Linked DNA regions of Sus scrofa: region 1 is linked to region 2. The links are chromatin contacts, called in public Hi-C maps. All regions are on one chromosome and are shown on one strand. Each heading gives the region's core, a stretch centred on a gene start, on an enhancer-like site or on the middle of the called end of the contact. The rest is flanking DNA. Distances are from core to core; before and after follow the strand shown.

Evidence for each region. A called contact is a pair of places that touch in the nucleus more often than the background predicts.
Region 1: a contact with region 2 is called in a Hi-C map of liver, with 4 times the contacts expected there. The contact joins the promoter of NR1H2 here to the promoter of FAM71E1 in region 2. A contact is called at or near these places in 2 of 5 promoter capture datasets (fetal liver and liver), 12 of 47 Hi-C or Micro-C datasets (alveolar macrophages, blood, epiblast stem cells and 4 more) and 2 of 2 datasets of contacts at active chromatin or transcription factors (alveolar macrophages and skeletal muscle).

What each region holds. Positions count from the first base shown.
Region 1 is chr6:55,237,046-55,243,508 of Sscrofa11.1, reverse strand. It overlaps NR1H2 (oxysterols receptor LXR-beta), which reads right to left and starts at 4,973. Exons shown (of 10, transcript XM_005664782.3): 1 at 4,817-4,973; 2 at 4,569-4,703; 3 at 3,964-4,028; 4 at 3,746-3,877; 5 at 3,153-3,443; 6 at 2,799-3,070; 7 at 2,427-2,606; 8 at 1,743-1,842. The coding sequence starts at 4,009.
Region 2 is chr6:55,312,811-55,319,598 of Sscrofa11.1, reverse strand. It overlaps FAM71E1 (protein FAM71E1), which reads left to right and starts at 3,330. Exons shown (of 5, transcript XM_005664786.3): 1 at 3,330-3,497; 2 at 3,674-3,792; 3 at 4,148-4,278. The coding sequence starts at 3,428. EMC10 (ER membrane protein complex subunit 10) reads right to left here and starts at 3,215. Exons shown (of 7, transcript XM_003127366.5): 1 at 2,981-3,215; 2 at 1,815-1,887; 3 at 821-930; 4 at 181-285. The coding sequence starts at 3,094.

The sequences.
Region 1 (6,463 bases), core at 3,724-6,223, 78 kb after region 2:
GCATGAGTGTTCTGGGCAGGGTACCACCAGCGTCTGCTCTGCCCGGGACTAGGCTTCCTGGGCTATGAGACAGTATTAAAGCTGCGACGCTCCCAGGTGCACTGCGGCGAACTGGTCGCCCTAGTTCTGGACAGAGGGACCAGCAAGTACAAAAGCCCTGAGGTGGGAGCGTGCTTGGTAGGTTCAAATAAGAGGGAGGCCAGTGTAGCTGGAGGAGGAGATCAGGGGAGACGAGGGTGGGAGGGCACGGGGTCGGACCTTGCAGGGCCTGTGGGCCAGGCGAGGGCTTCGGGTTTTCTCCCAGTGAAACCAGAGCCATAGAAGGGACGTGAGCTAAATTGGTTGTTAACAGGATTCTTCGGAGCCTAGGCTGGGATGAAGGGAGGAGGAGCCCAGAGAGAACCAACTAAGCTTGGACATCGGCAATGGCAGCAGATGGGGTGGGGGCAGTGGCAGTAATCCAGCCGCCCCTCCAGCCCCACCTCCCTGTGCTCCAGCTGCCTGAGCTTACTTATGGTTCCTTAAAACCGCTCAGTTCTTCCCCACCCCAGGACCTTTGCACATGCTGACTGCCCTGCCAGAAACACTCCCCCTCGCCCAGTGCTCCCCTCGCCAAGCTTATGCTCAAAGAGTCCCTGGGACTGTCTTGGGCGTTAGGAGACCAGGGGTTAGAGGAAGGAAGGTGGGGTATGGGCAGATGTCCAGAAGTATAGAGAGAGGCCCCAGGGAGAGATGATGGGAGAGAAAAGAAATTACTAGAAAGCCCAGAGACCCAGGGAGCGAGGCTTTTGCACAGGCATTCCCTGGTGACTAATGCTGCTCCCCACCTCCCTTCTCCTAGGCGGCATTTCTCACTCCTCTGGCCTCAGTTCAACTACACTTGCTCCGTAAGCCCCTTTCCTTAAGCTATACCCCCAAGGAAGGGACTGCGGCTGCCCTGTATGGTTGGGGAGGTTGGACATTTCATGATGGGCTGAGATCCAGCCTCCCTCATCTGAGACCAGGTTTGGGGAGGAGAGAGAGTGTCCCTTTTTTCTTCTCTCCCTTCCTTCCTCCCTTCCTTCCTTCCTTCCTCTTACACCCCTCTGGGCTGCACCCATGGCATGCACAAGTTCCCCGGTCAGGGATCCAACCTGCACCACAGCAGTGACCTGAGGCACAGCAGTGACAATGCCAGACCCTTAACCCACTGAGCCACCAGGGAACTCTCAAAGTGTCTTTTCCTTTTTTCTTTTTCTGCCTTTTTAGGGCCTCACCTGCGGCATATGGAGGTTCCCAGGCTAGGGATCAAATGGGAGCTATAGCTGCCGGCCTACGCCACAGCCACAGCAATGCCAGATCCGAGCCTCATCTGCGACCTACACCACAGCTCACGGCAATGCCAGATCCTTAATCCACTGATCGCGGCTAGGGATCGAACCCGCAACCTCATGGATCCTAGTCGGATCTGTTTCCACTGCACCACAATGGGAACTCCCGGAGTGTCTTTTCTTAATTCCTACGGAGATGCCCTGTGTGAGAGCCAGCAGAGACCCCTCTGTCACCTCCTGCCCTACGTCCCACTGTCCTCAATAAATGTGCTCTTGTTTTACCAGGGGGCGGGCTCAACCCTCAGCCCACTTGGGATGTGAAGAAGCGGAGGCGGCTCAGACGGAAATGAGAGGGTCCGAGGCCTCTGGGCCAGCAGGGACCCAGCATGGGCACTGCCCAGCCCCCACCGCCCAGCCTGCCCTTGGCCTCACCCGCGCGGTGGAAGTCATCCTTGCTGTAGGTGAAGTCTTTCAGGAAAGTGATGCACTCTGTCTCGTGGTTGTAGCGTCTGGCCGTCTCCAGCAGCATGATCTGAGGCAGGCGGGGAGAGGGGTCAGCAGGGAGAGGGGTCAGCAGGGGCTTAAGGAGCCCCTATGAGCCCTGAGCCACTGTCCCCCTCCCCCGGCCTGAGTGAGACGCCCACTTGCTGGGATCAGCCCTCCCGGCTCTGGCCCCCATTCTCCCAGCCACACGGCCTGCAGGCAGCATGGGGGACCCTCTGAGCTCTCTCCCTCCTCCAGGGTCGGCACCCCCAGCCTCTTCCGCTCAGGACACTCTCCTGAGTGGGTGTGAGGCCTGCGGCAGAGCTCGCTTGTCTGTTTTGTTCACTGCCACACGCCCAGCACTAGGGACAGGGCCAGGTGTACACACTAGGTACTCAATGCTTACTCCAATTCTCAATTATCCTCAGAGCCTCAGGCCCTGTTTCCTTTCTCTCCATGCCTCGTGGGAGGCTCTGATGACTTGCTTAGGTCTCCTGTAGAATGTCATCCCCACAAGGACAAGGACTGGAGTCTTGCTTGTCCCTCTGCTCCCAGCATCTTCCTGGGGCTTATTGCTGGGTTCCGAGGGCAGGATGGAAAGGCCTTGCTGAGGCCGGGAGGGCTGGCCATTACCTCAATGGTGGATGCCTTCAGGAGGGCGATCTGGTCCTCACGACCCAGCTGCAGGAAGCCAGGCACCTGCTTGGCGAAGTCCACGATCTCCTGAACTGAGATGATGGCCAGCTCCGTGAAGTGGGCGAAACGCTGCTGGCGAGCATCTCGGGACTGGGGGTCTGCGCCCAGGGGCCAGGGCTGGGGATATGGGGCGCCAGGTTACTCTCAGGACTTTTCCCAGGGGCCCAACGCTATGGGCCCCTCGAGACAAAGCCGAAACTCCCTAGGAGCCCCTCCTCTCAAAGCCCCTGCCCTCTGGAGCCACATCCTCCCCTGGGGCCTTGACCCCTCGGGGCCCATCACCCCTCGAGGCTGGGGAAGGGGCAGTACCGTGACTTTGGGCTGGTCCGAGAAGGAGCGTTTATTGCACTGCAGCTGGGCCGCCACCAACTGCTGGATCATCAGTTCCTGCGCAGCTGTTAACTGGATGCCCTCGCCTTCCCCAGAGCCCTGGCCACCCCCGTCGGATCCTCCAGGGGAGGCCCCCGGCCCAGAAGCCGAGCCGCTGCTGACTCCGGGCGCTGTGGGTGATGACTGCTGCTGCTGCTGCTGCTGCTGCTTCCGAATCTTCTTCTTCCGTATCTGCTCTTTGGAGAGGACGCCTGGTGGGGAGACACGGGCTTCAACAGAAGCCCCAGGGCTGGGCAGGGGCCAGGCTGGCACCGCTTCCTTCCTGGCACTCACACTGCTCCCTCATCCCAGCCTCCTTGCACTTTCTCAGCCGGCACTGCTGGCACTTGCGCCGCATGAAGGCATCCATCTGGCAGGTTCCACCGCCCCGGCAGGCATAGCGCCCGGCCCCGCCTCGGATCACACTTCGCCGGAAGAAGCCCTTGCAGCCTTCACAGCTGAGCACGTTGTAGTGGAAGCCGGAGGCCGTGTCCCCGCACACTTGGCACAGCTCGTCGCCCAGCATCTTTGGAGCCGGGCCCTTCTTTCGCTTCCGCTCCGGCTCCTCTGCTGGGTCTAGGATGACTGGCATGAGTGGACAGAAGCCATGAGAGACAAATCCACAAAGATAAACGGTGGCCAGAAGGGAAACATCCACGAAAGATCGGAGGCAAAGAACCAGAGTGAAGAGGGTGACCCAGAGAGATGACGATGAGAGAGAAAGATGTGTATGTCAGTGAACCTCAGTGGACCAAAATAAGAGGTGGCAAGGATGCCTGGGAGAGGAACTAGCGCTGCCCGGCCCCGCTTCTGCTCTTTCTCCCTTCCTAGATCCCACCTCAAACCTCCATACCAACCCCAGTCCGTGTGCCTGGGCGCCATCTCACCCACAACGGAGGCTGAGCCGGCCCCGTCAGTGCTCGGGACATCAGGGTCCGCCCCTCCGGGCAATGGCTCAGGGCCATCCTCCTTTCCATCGGATGAAGACGACAGAGTGCTGGGCTGAAGGGGACCATTACCTGGGAGATGGAGGCACAGTGGGTTTCTCCTGACAATAGTCTGATGGGGCGGGGGGGCAGTGGCTGGGTGGGGGAGAGTCACTCACCACCAGGCAAGGGGGTGTCCAGGGAACTCGTGGTGGGGGTGGACATGGTGGGGTCACGGAGCAGCCTGCAGAATACAGGGGGCCTGAGAGCCTTGTGGGGCCAGAGAGGGTCAGGTTACGCCAGCCACAGGTCTCAATGGGGCACCTCCCTCTTCATCTCTTCCAGACTCTTCACCCTACTGTGTACAAACCCCACTCCCAGCCCCTGACAGCCTTCGGACCCTCCCACCCAGTTCTAACAGGCCACGCCCCCTTATGCTCCAGGACAGCCCTCAGCAGGGCCAAGCCCCGCCCTCCCCTAGACCCCAACCACTCCTAGATCCCGCCCACCCGCTTTTTCCAGAAACGTCCCGTCCCTTCGTCCCTGCAGTTTCAAGTGCTCTACCCTCACTTCCTCTCTCCCATCCAGTTTCACCCCACCTACTTTTACTCAGACTTCACTCCACCTCCACCGAGGAAGCGCCCTCATCTCTCATTCTGATCCCACCTCCTCCCATTATGCTCCGCCCACACCTCCTAGGTCTCCCCATCCCTTCCAGGCCCCGCCCCACCCCCTCCCATCACATCCTGCCTCCACCCCTTCCCGTGATGCTCCGCCCCCATACCTCTCTCCAGGTCCCGCCCCTCTCCGAACACCAGTGGGGGGCGGGGCTCATGGCTGCGCGCGAGGGTCTCGTGGGCGGCTTCTTGTGGGGGTCTCCTACTTTTGTTGCCCTGGAAACAGCCGGCGGCGGCGCGAGCTAAGGAAGGGAAGGGGTGGAAGGAGAGGAGGGGGCTGAGCCAAGCAGCGCGGGGAACGCCGGGAAGCCCCAGGCCCAGGGCTCCTCCCGCGTCTCCCCACACTCGGGTGCACCTGCTTTCGTCCCCTTGTTCTGCTTCTCTTCTGCCGCCTCCGTATCTGCTGGCACGGCGCCGCGACTAGGGTCCCCTCAAAAGTAACTTCGCCACTTCTTCCGGCAACCCCACCACGCGTCACTTCCGGAAGTGGGCGTGGAGTCAGGATGACGGAATTCCGGTCCGTCTAGGGGTAGCCTAAGCGGCTGTCTCTTACGGATGGCGGCTGCCGCCCGGAAGTTCGCGTTACCGGGTAGCTCCACGGAAGGCCGGAAGAAGAGTTCCGGTTCCATTCAATCCAAAGTGGGGCGGGAGGGCGGCGTGGCTAGTCCCAAACCTCCCTGCCCCGCCCAGTGTTGCTTTAAACTCTGCCCTGTGCCTCCCTGGGCTCGCGGGATTTACCGGCGTCGTCTCCCCGGCTACAGCTTTTTTCCCCCCATGGCTCTTCTAAAGCGTATTTGTTCTTTTTTGGTTGTTATAATTTTTTCAGATTTTGGAACTGAGCTGCTTGTTGGTTTTAAATAAGTTAATTACATACCTAGACGCAGAAAAAAAATGTATTTTAAAAATAATTCGGGAGTTCCTGCTGCCCGCCAGTGGGTTAAGAATCCGACTCCAGTGGCTCGGGTCACTGCGGAGGTGCGGGTTCCATTTGGCAGGCACATTGGGTTAAAGGATCTGGCTGTTGCTGGGCTTGAATTCAGTCCCTGGCCGGGGAACTTCCATTTGCTCCAAGTGGGGCCATAAAATAAATAATTTGGTGATAGGAAGAATTAAAAAAAAAAAAAAAGAAAGAAAGCTCCCTTGTGACTCAGGGGGTTAAAGATCCGGTGTTGACTCTGCAGCGGCCCGGGTTGCTGCTGTGGTACGGGTTCAATTCCCTGGCCCAGGAACTTCCACCTGCCACAGCGTGACCAAAAAAGAAAAGCAAAAAGAAAACTCAATACTTGGACAGGTAGAAGATGAGAGTTGTTCCAAAGTCTTTTCAATTACAATTAGATCTATATCGAGCATATAAGCATTTTTTAAAAAATGGGAGTATTTCGTTCCTGGGTTTCTGCACCAAAAAATAAACAATAAAAAATTTTAAAATGGGAATATATACTCTATGGTCTCTTTTGACTTGTTTTGTCCATTCCAGCGTGGCCTTCAAGCTGTGGGATTTTCCACCCGAGGTTGTTTACCAATAAAGCAGAGTGACTAACACGGCATTGGGAGATGACTGAACTCCCGTGTACTTAGGAGTGGAGTTTCTGAGTTCTACAGTAACTCTGTGTTTACTTTTTTTTTAACATGTACAGATGTAAAACAAATTTTAATTGGCCCCAAGCAAATGATAGAATGGCACAATACTATTTACAATTCACCAGAATTCTCCATCCTTAGCATGAAGCTTATGATAAACACAGAAATTGCCTATAAAATGGAAAAAGAATTTTTTTCAAACATAAAGCAACCCCCTAGGGGCATTTCAGGATTTTGTTCAGTTACATGTTTGTTTGTTTTTGTTTTGTTTTGTTTTTTGGCTTTTCTGGGGCCACTCCGTGGCATATGGAGGTTCCCAGGCTAGGGGTCAAATTGGAGCTGTAGCCGCTGCCGGCCTACACAAGAGCAACGAGGGATCCGAGCTGTGTCTGCAACCTACACCACAGCTCAGGGCAACACC
Region 2 (6,788 bases), core at 2,081-4,580:
CAACAAGGCACCCGCCACCTGGACTGTCCCTCCCCAGCCCAGGAGACCCTCAGGGCAAAGCCAGGTCCAAGCCCTCTCCATCCTCAAAGGCTGGGCACGAATGGCAGCGGCTGAGGGGTAGAACCCAGGCTGGAGCAAGTGGGTGAAGCAAATGGGGGCCGGTCCTCATCACTGACTCACTGCGGGGACAAAGGAGGAGACGTAGCCACCGGATTCTGGGCCATCAGGGGCCCCAGGTCGTCGTGGGACCCGGACACGGTACACGCCGTTCAGCGCTGCCACATCCTGCCGAGCAGAGAGAGAAGGGTGGCAGTGAGAGAGCCAGTGCCTGGCTTGTCCCACTGTGGTGTCCCAGCCAGGGCAGAACCACTCCAAGGAGAGCAGAGCCCAGCCCTGAAACAGCCTGGGTCCCCAGGACACTTCTCAGAGCCGAGAGCCAGCCCCCACCTGGACTCCCCAGCTACGTGGGCCACAAATTCTCTCTGGGGGTGGCTGTGACAGAGGATCACACGGGCCACCATGCAGGAAGGCCGGTTGAGGCAGGCCTCACCCTGGCATCTCCCACCAGGAGGGCACCCAAGAGCACGTGGCACCCAGAAGACAGCCTGTGCCCCCGGCTTCCGTTGCAGTGACATCTTGGCCAAAGGACAGAGTGGCAGTGGACTTCGGAGCTGCTGCAAGCCTTCCCCAAAGACCCCATTCCCGCTGCCCCTCCTTCCTTCCTCTACCCTGCTGTCCGGAGCCCCACCCGAGCCCTGGATCATCCCTTCGCCCTGAGGCATGTGCCCCCCACCCGCAGAGCATGGCAGCCCCTCCTCACCCGGAGGCGGCCCCGCTCCTCCTCGTTGAGCTGCCGCTGTGACAGAGACAAAGTGCCATCCTGCTGGTTCCAGAGCAATGAGCCTCGCTTCCGGAAGTGGGCGCTGTCATCTGTGGGGGGCCTGGACTCAGTGATGTCCCTGTCGCCACACCCTTCACCTCTTGCAGCAACTAAGTCGCTTCCCCTTACCCAGCCCGTTTTCCCACCTAAAAACTGCAGACACCTCCACCCCATCCTGCCCTCTTGCCTCCCAGGGCCACCCTCAGCCAAAACCCAAACCCTGCAGCTCCTAAGCCCTGTTTCGGCCTTGCCGGGGGAGCCAGGGTCACAGGCATAACCTATCTGAGCCTCAGTTTCCCCAGCTGCAGAACACAGGGGCTGGAGAGCCTGGGAGCTCCCAACCAAGCCCTAGGCATTCTCGGGCAGAGGCCAGGGTCCGAAAAGGGAGGCCTCAGAGGGGCCCAGCTTCAGTGTTCATGACAAGTGCCCCTAAAGTCTGGGGCCTCAGGCTCAATTATGATGCCCCAGGAGTCTGGCTGCCCAAACTGTGGCAGTTTGAGTTGGGCTTTAGAGAGGCACCAGCTCTGCTGCTCAACTGCAAGAGGATCTTGTCAGGTGTCCTTCTGAGCCTCGGCTTCCTCTTCTGCAAAAAGGGGGCTTTCCTTAGCACCTACTACTTTACACGACTACCGCGAGGATGTGTGAGTTAATACACGAAGGGCAGCCAACTACGAGGGCAGTGGGTCAGGGCACGGGGCACTTGATCAAAGTCGGCTCTGAGGCTGGAACCGCTGTGCTGACCTTTCTGAAAAGAGCATCTGCCCTGCAGCTAAGGGAGTATTCAAAGGCAGAGCTTCTATGCCCCTCCTCACCCCCCCCCCCAGTGGGATGCTAACACACTCCCAAGAGCGAAGTGTTTCACACTGGGTGGCACCCAGACCGGAGTTCCTGACCTCACAGGGCACCAGACAGGTCAGGACGTTACTGGACTCACCGATCTCAAATGAGTGCTCCAGCAGCAGCCCCACGGTGCCGCAGCCCTCGCCCTCTCGACTTTCAGCCCCAGCCTGCAGGGGACAGAGAGGGCTGAGGCCAAGGATCGTCAGAGCCTGCAGTTCCACAGGACCCAGAGATCCGAAGACAGAGCAGCAGGGTGCAGGAAGAGCCTTATTTTCATACCCGTATCCAAACAGTGACACTTGCCCCCGATTCCACTAGGAACTGCCCATTTCATGAAAACCAGACCCCGCAAACCAGCAGAACTTCCTTTCCAAGGTCACTTTCATGCCTAGGGTCATAAATATTCATGGGCACCCTGGGCTTCCTTCCCAAGCTAATATCCAAGCGGCCTCGTTTTCACTTTAACAGCCCCAACAGCCATGAGGCCCCCGCCCCGAGTTCCACCCTAACAAGCACACGCAAGTTCCCTTCCTTTTCTCCAACTCTCCAAATTTCTCAGACGTCTGTGTCCTCCACTCTACTGCCACAAGCCCGCCGGCAACCTTGATCCAGATTTAATCCCCAAGCTAAATGCTGCGCCCTCCTCATGAATATTCATGATCCAGAACTCCTCTCCCTTCGCCTTTTTCATTTTAGCCGCCCGAGTTCTGATTCGCCAAGATTCCACCCACGTCAGAACTTCTCGAGCAGATTCACGACTGCAGATTCCTAGCCTTCGAAATGTTTAGGTTTTTTTTTTCTTTTTGGCAGCGCACGCGGCATGAGGAAGTTCTCGGGCTAGGGATCGAACCCGTGCCAGAGCAGCGACCCAGGCCGTTGCAGCGACAACGGCAGATCCTTAACCTGCTGGGCCACAAGAAAATTCCGTTCAAATGTTAAAGATCTTGCCCCAACCTTCTCTTTCGGAATAGTCTCGTATTCACCGCACCGAACACCCGTCCGCACCCCCCCAAAAAAAACAACCCCAACCGAGCCCCGCCCCCTCATGCATATTCACTAACTAGTATCTTCCTAATTATCCTCTCACTTTCTCCCAGTCCTGCGGCCTCGGGCATGCACCTCGGGACCGCTTTCCCGGGTTTGCAACCTTGTCTTCCCTCAGCCCAGCGCAGCCTCGCTCCCACCATAACCGACCTAAAAGCCCGAGACACACAATTTCCGTCAGGCTCCGTGCTCCGTGCAGAGCGAATAAGCACTCACCCCCCGCACAGAGGCCCCGGACCTGCAACCACTACCCCTCGCCCGGCTGGGGGCTGCTGCAGCCATCACCAAGAGCAGCAGCAGCCGAGTAGCCCCAGCGCGGGCCCCGGCCATTTCGGCCCTTTCCCACCAGGCACCGGGCAGGAGTGAGCCGGGAGCCGCGGAGCACGCCGGGAAAAACGGGCCGCACCTCGTCGCCCGTGCGCCTGCGCCTTGCGTCGGCGCACTAGCGCCCGCCGTTACCGGGCAGAACGTCAGCGGAGCGGCCTCCGCTCCATCCGGGTCTCTGGGCACCTCCCCTGGATGACGCTACAGTCGCGGACGGCTTCTCCGTGACGTAGTCAAACCCCGTCCGCTGCGTTGTGACGTCACAGAGCCTACGGCCCCGCCCCCCTATTTTCTCCGAGGGCGCCTCCCTGCGTTTCCTCTAAGGGGCGGGGCGTTGCGATGAAACCAGTGCACCAGCCTAAGCCCGCCCCTGGTGGAGCCGGTGAGGCGGGACTAGGTGGGATGGCAGGTGAGAGGCGGAGCCGGGCCTGGAGGGGTTGGACCGGGTGAGGGATGGGGACTGCGATGCGGAGACCGCTAGCCCGAAACCCCCTATCCTCAGCGCGGGGTGGCCCGGGCCCTACCAGCTGGAGGGCCCCGGCGCAGGCTCTTGGAATAGACCTGAGAACTTCGCTGCCCCTGTAGAACGCCCCCTGTTTCCAGCCTGCCCCACGGGCCGGCCCGGGCGGCTCCAACGCCATCTCCTGAGCGGCGAGTTCGACCAGCTGCGAGACTTCCCCATCTTTGAGAGCAACTTCGTGCAGGTGTGAAGACCCAGGACCCTCCTAGCGCAAGCCTGAACCCCGATCTCCTGCCTTAGGGAACCTCTGTTCTCCCTGCTTCTGATCACTCCCCCATCACGCCCATCTCCTGAGATTCCTGACTGACACACACACACACACACACCACACACACACACACCACACCCCCGCCACGCCAGTACCTCCAAACCTGGCCTCTGATTCCCTGGGTCCAGTTTCCAGGCCTTCATATCCATATGACTCTTGACCTTTGACCCCTTGATTTGGTGGTTAACTTCCTTGGTTCCTTGAACCATAAACCTACCCAAATTCCTGCCCCCCATCTATCCAGCTTCTAACCTCTGACCCCCGGCCCCAGGTGACCCGGTTAGGAGAAGTTGCCAACAAGGTCACCATGGGGGTGGCAGCCTCCAGTCCAGCCCTGGAACTTCCAGACCTGTTGCTGCTGGCCGGCCCTGCCAAGGAGAACGGATGCCTGCAGCTCTTCGGGTGACTGCCCCCACCCCGGCCTAGACCTCTTCCTTCCCCAGCTCTGGGCATCCTAGGCCCCCTGCAGCACCTTCTTCCACCCAGACGACCCACGAGGGCTGCCAGCCCTCTCCAGGCTACTGTCCACCTGGAGAACAAGGACAGGGCCATCCAACAGGGGCCGGAAATCAGGGATGGATAGACAGGAGGGGGACAGCCCTCAGTCACACCCTGGCAGGGTCAGGAGAATGACCACTTATGCAGCACTTACTGCATGCCAGGTGTCCCCTGGACCACATGCATAGTCCCACCTCTGACCTCATAGTCTCGTATAATGGGGCCCCTCAGCCCAGTGCTCCAAAAAGAAACCCTGAGTCCCAGAGAGGGGAGCCACTTGCTCAGCACCCTGTGGTAGGTCAGAGGTGGAGTCTTGAGTTCCCGTGCCACATGCCACACTACCCCTTCAGGGTTTTGTGTTTTTTTGGCTGCACCTAGGGCATGTGGAAGTTCCTGGGCCAGGGATCAAACCTGAGCCACAGCAGCAACCAAGGCCGCAGCAATGACAACATGAGATCCTTAACCCCCTGCACCACAGGGAACTCCCAGGTCTTTGTCTTCTGCTTTGAAAAAGTAATGCAAATACACTCCAAAGTACAAGACACACATAGCCCGAAATAGGCTTTTCTCCCATCCAAGGCTCCTGCCTCCAACTCCAGCTGCAAATACCAAAACACTCACAGGCGTATAGTATATTAACAGAAATGCTCTGCTGCCGGCTTTCACTTTTTTGACTACATCTCACAGATACTGAAAGAAAAGTAGGCGAGGGGAAGAGGGGGAGGGAAGGAAGGAAGGGTGGAGTCACACTGTCTCTCTCTCTCTCTCACACACACACACACACACACACACACACTCACACAGTCCTTTGCAATTCTGAAATCCAAAAAGCTTTGTTCTTTTTTTTGGTAACTCACTCAGTGGTAGAATCTGATTCTGGCCTGAGCTAACTTCTACTTCCAGCCTTTATTTATTCCTCCCCCTGTATAAATTTAAAACATTTCACAAAGTCGTATTCTGATGCCCCCACTGGGCACTGGGACATTCTGTACTGTATTCCTTTTCTTTGCTTCTCAGGGCAGCACCCATGGCATATGGAGGTTCCAGACTAAGGGGTCAAATAAAAGCTACAACTGCTGGCCTACATCACAGCCACAGCCACAGCCACAGCAACGCAGGATCCAAGCCATGTCTGCAGACTACACCACAGCTCATGGTGATGCCAGATCCCTTAACCCATAGATTCTGGGCCAGCGCAGACAAGCACGTTGGGTGCATTTGCTATTTTATTTATGTCTGCGCCCGCAGCCGACAGAAGTTCCAGGGCCAGAGACTGAACCTGCGCCACAGCAGTGGCAACTGGGGATCCTTAACCTGCTGAGCCACCGGGGAACTCTCTGCTTTCTTTAAACCCAGGAGCAGTGGAGTTCCCTAGCAGCTTAGCAGTTAAGGATCCAACGCTGTCACTCAGGTTTGATGCCTGGCCAGGAAGTTCTGCCTGCTGTGGATGCAGCCAAAAAACAAAAACAAAAAATGAACCAGCAGCAGCTGTGTGCTCCACCCTTCTACTCTGCCCGCTCCCTCATCAGTACCACATCAGCAGTCATTGCACAGCAACCTGAGCAGGGCTACCAGAGCCTCTTATGAACCCGCAAAATTGACCAACCTCTGCCCCCTTGGACACCCAACCTGCGACTGGCCTCTTGCTGTGACGATGTCCTTGACTGCGTGGCTGTCTTCAGACAGCCCCGGTTCAAATCCTGGCTTCACCTTTTCTTTCACTGTCTTTGGCCAAGTTTCCTACCTGTCTGGACCTCAGTTTTCACATCTGCAACATGGGAATAAGGGGAGAGCCCACCTTGCAGGTGACCGACAGGGATCCACAGAGCAAACGTTTGTAAACGGCCTGGAACTGCCCCTGGAAGAGGGTACGCCCTCTGCAATGTCACCTGTTGTTCTCCCATTTGGAAGACGTCATAATAAGCGTCTCCTCTGGAGGGACACGATGCATCCTGTGCCCTCGGGTTACAGCCAGCGTGGTAGGCAGGGGGCACCCACGTGCACCAGTGTGAGGGTGTCTGGAAGATAAGTGCTTGAGGTAGTATCGCTGGGCCTGAGGCTGGGAGGGGGGCTACCCAGGGTCATGAGAACATGGGGTCAGATCCCTGCTGTGTGATCTAGGCCGAGTCTACCCACCCTCTCCGGATGGCTGGGCCTCCGGATTGTTCCCTCCTGTGCCCTGTTGGACCTTGGGTCAGGCTGGCAACCTGAGCAATTGATTTATTCAAATACTCAGCAAGCATTCGTTGAGCACCAACCAAGGGTCAGCTCTGGGGACTAGGGAAGCAGCAGTGAGCAAAATTGAACCCAAATTCCTGCCCTCAAGCTCACCTTCCTCTGGGAGGGAAGGCAGGATAGACGTCAGTTTGCCCAGTGGGTAAGACTTATGGGGACATGCGGGGGGATCTGCAAGG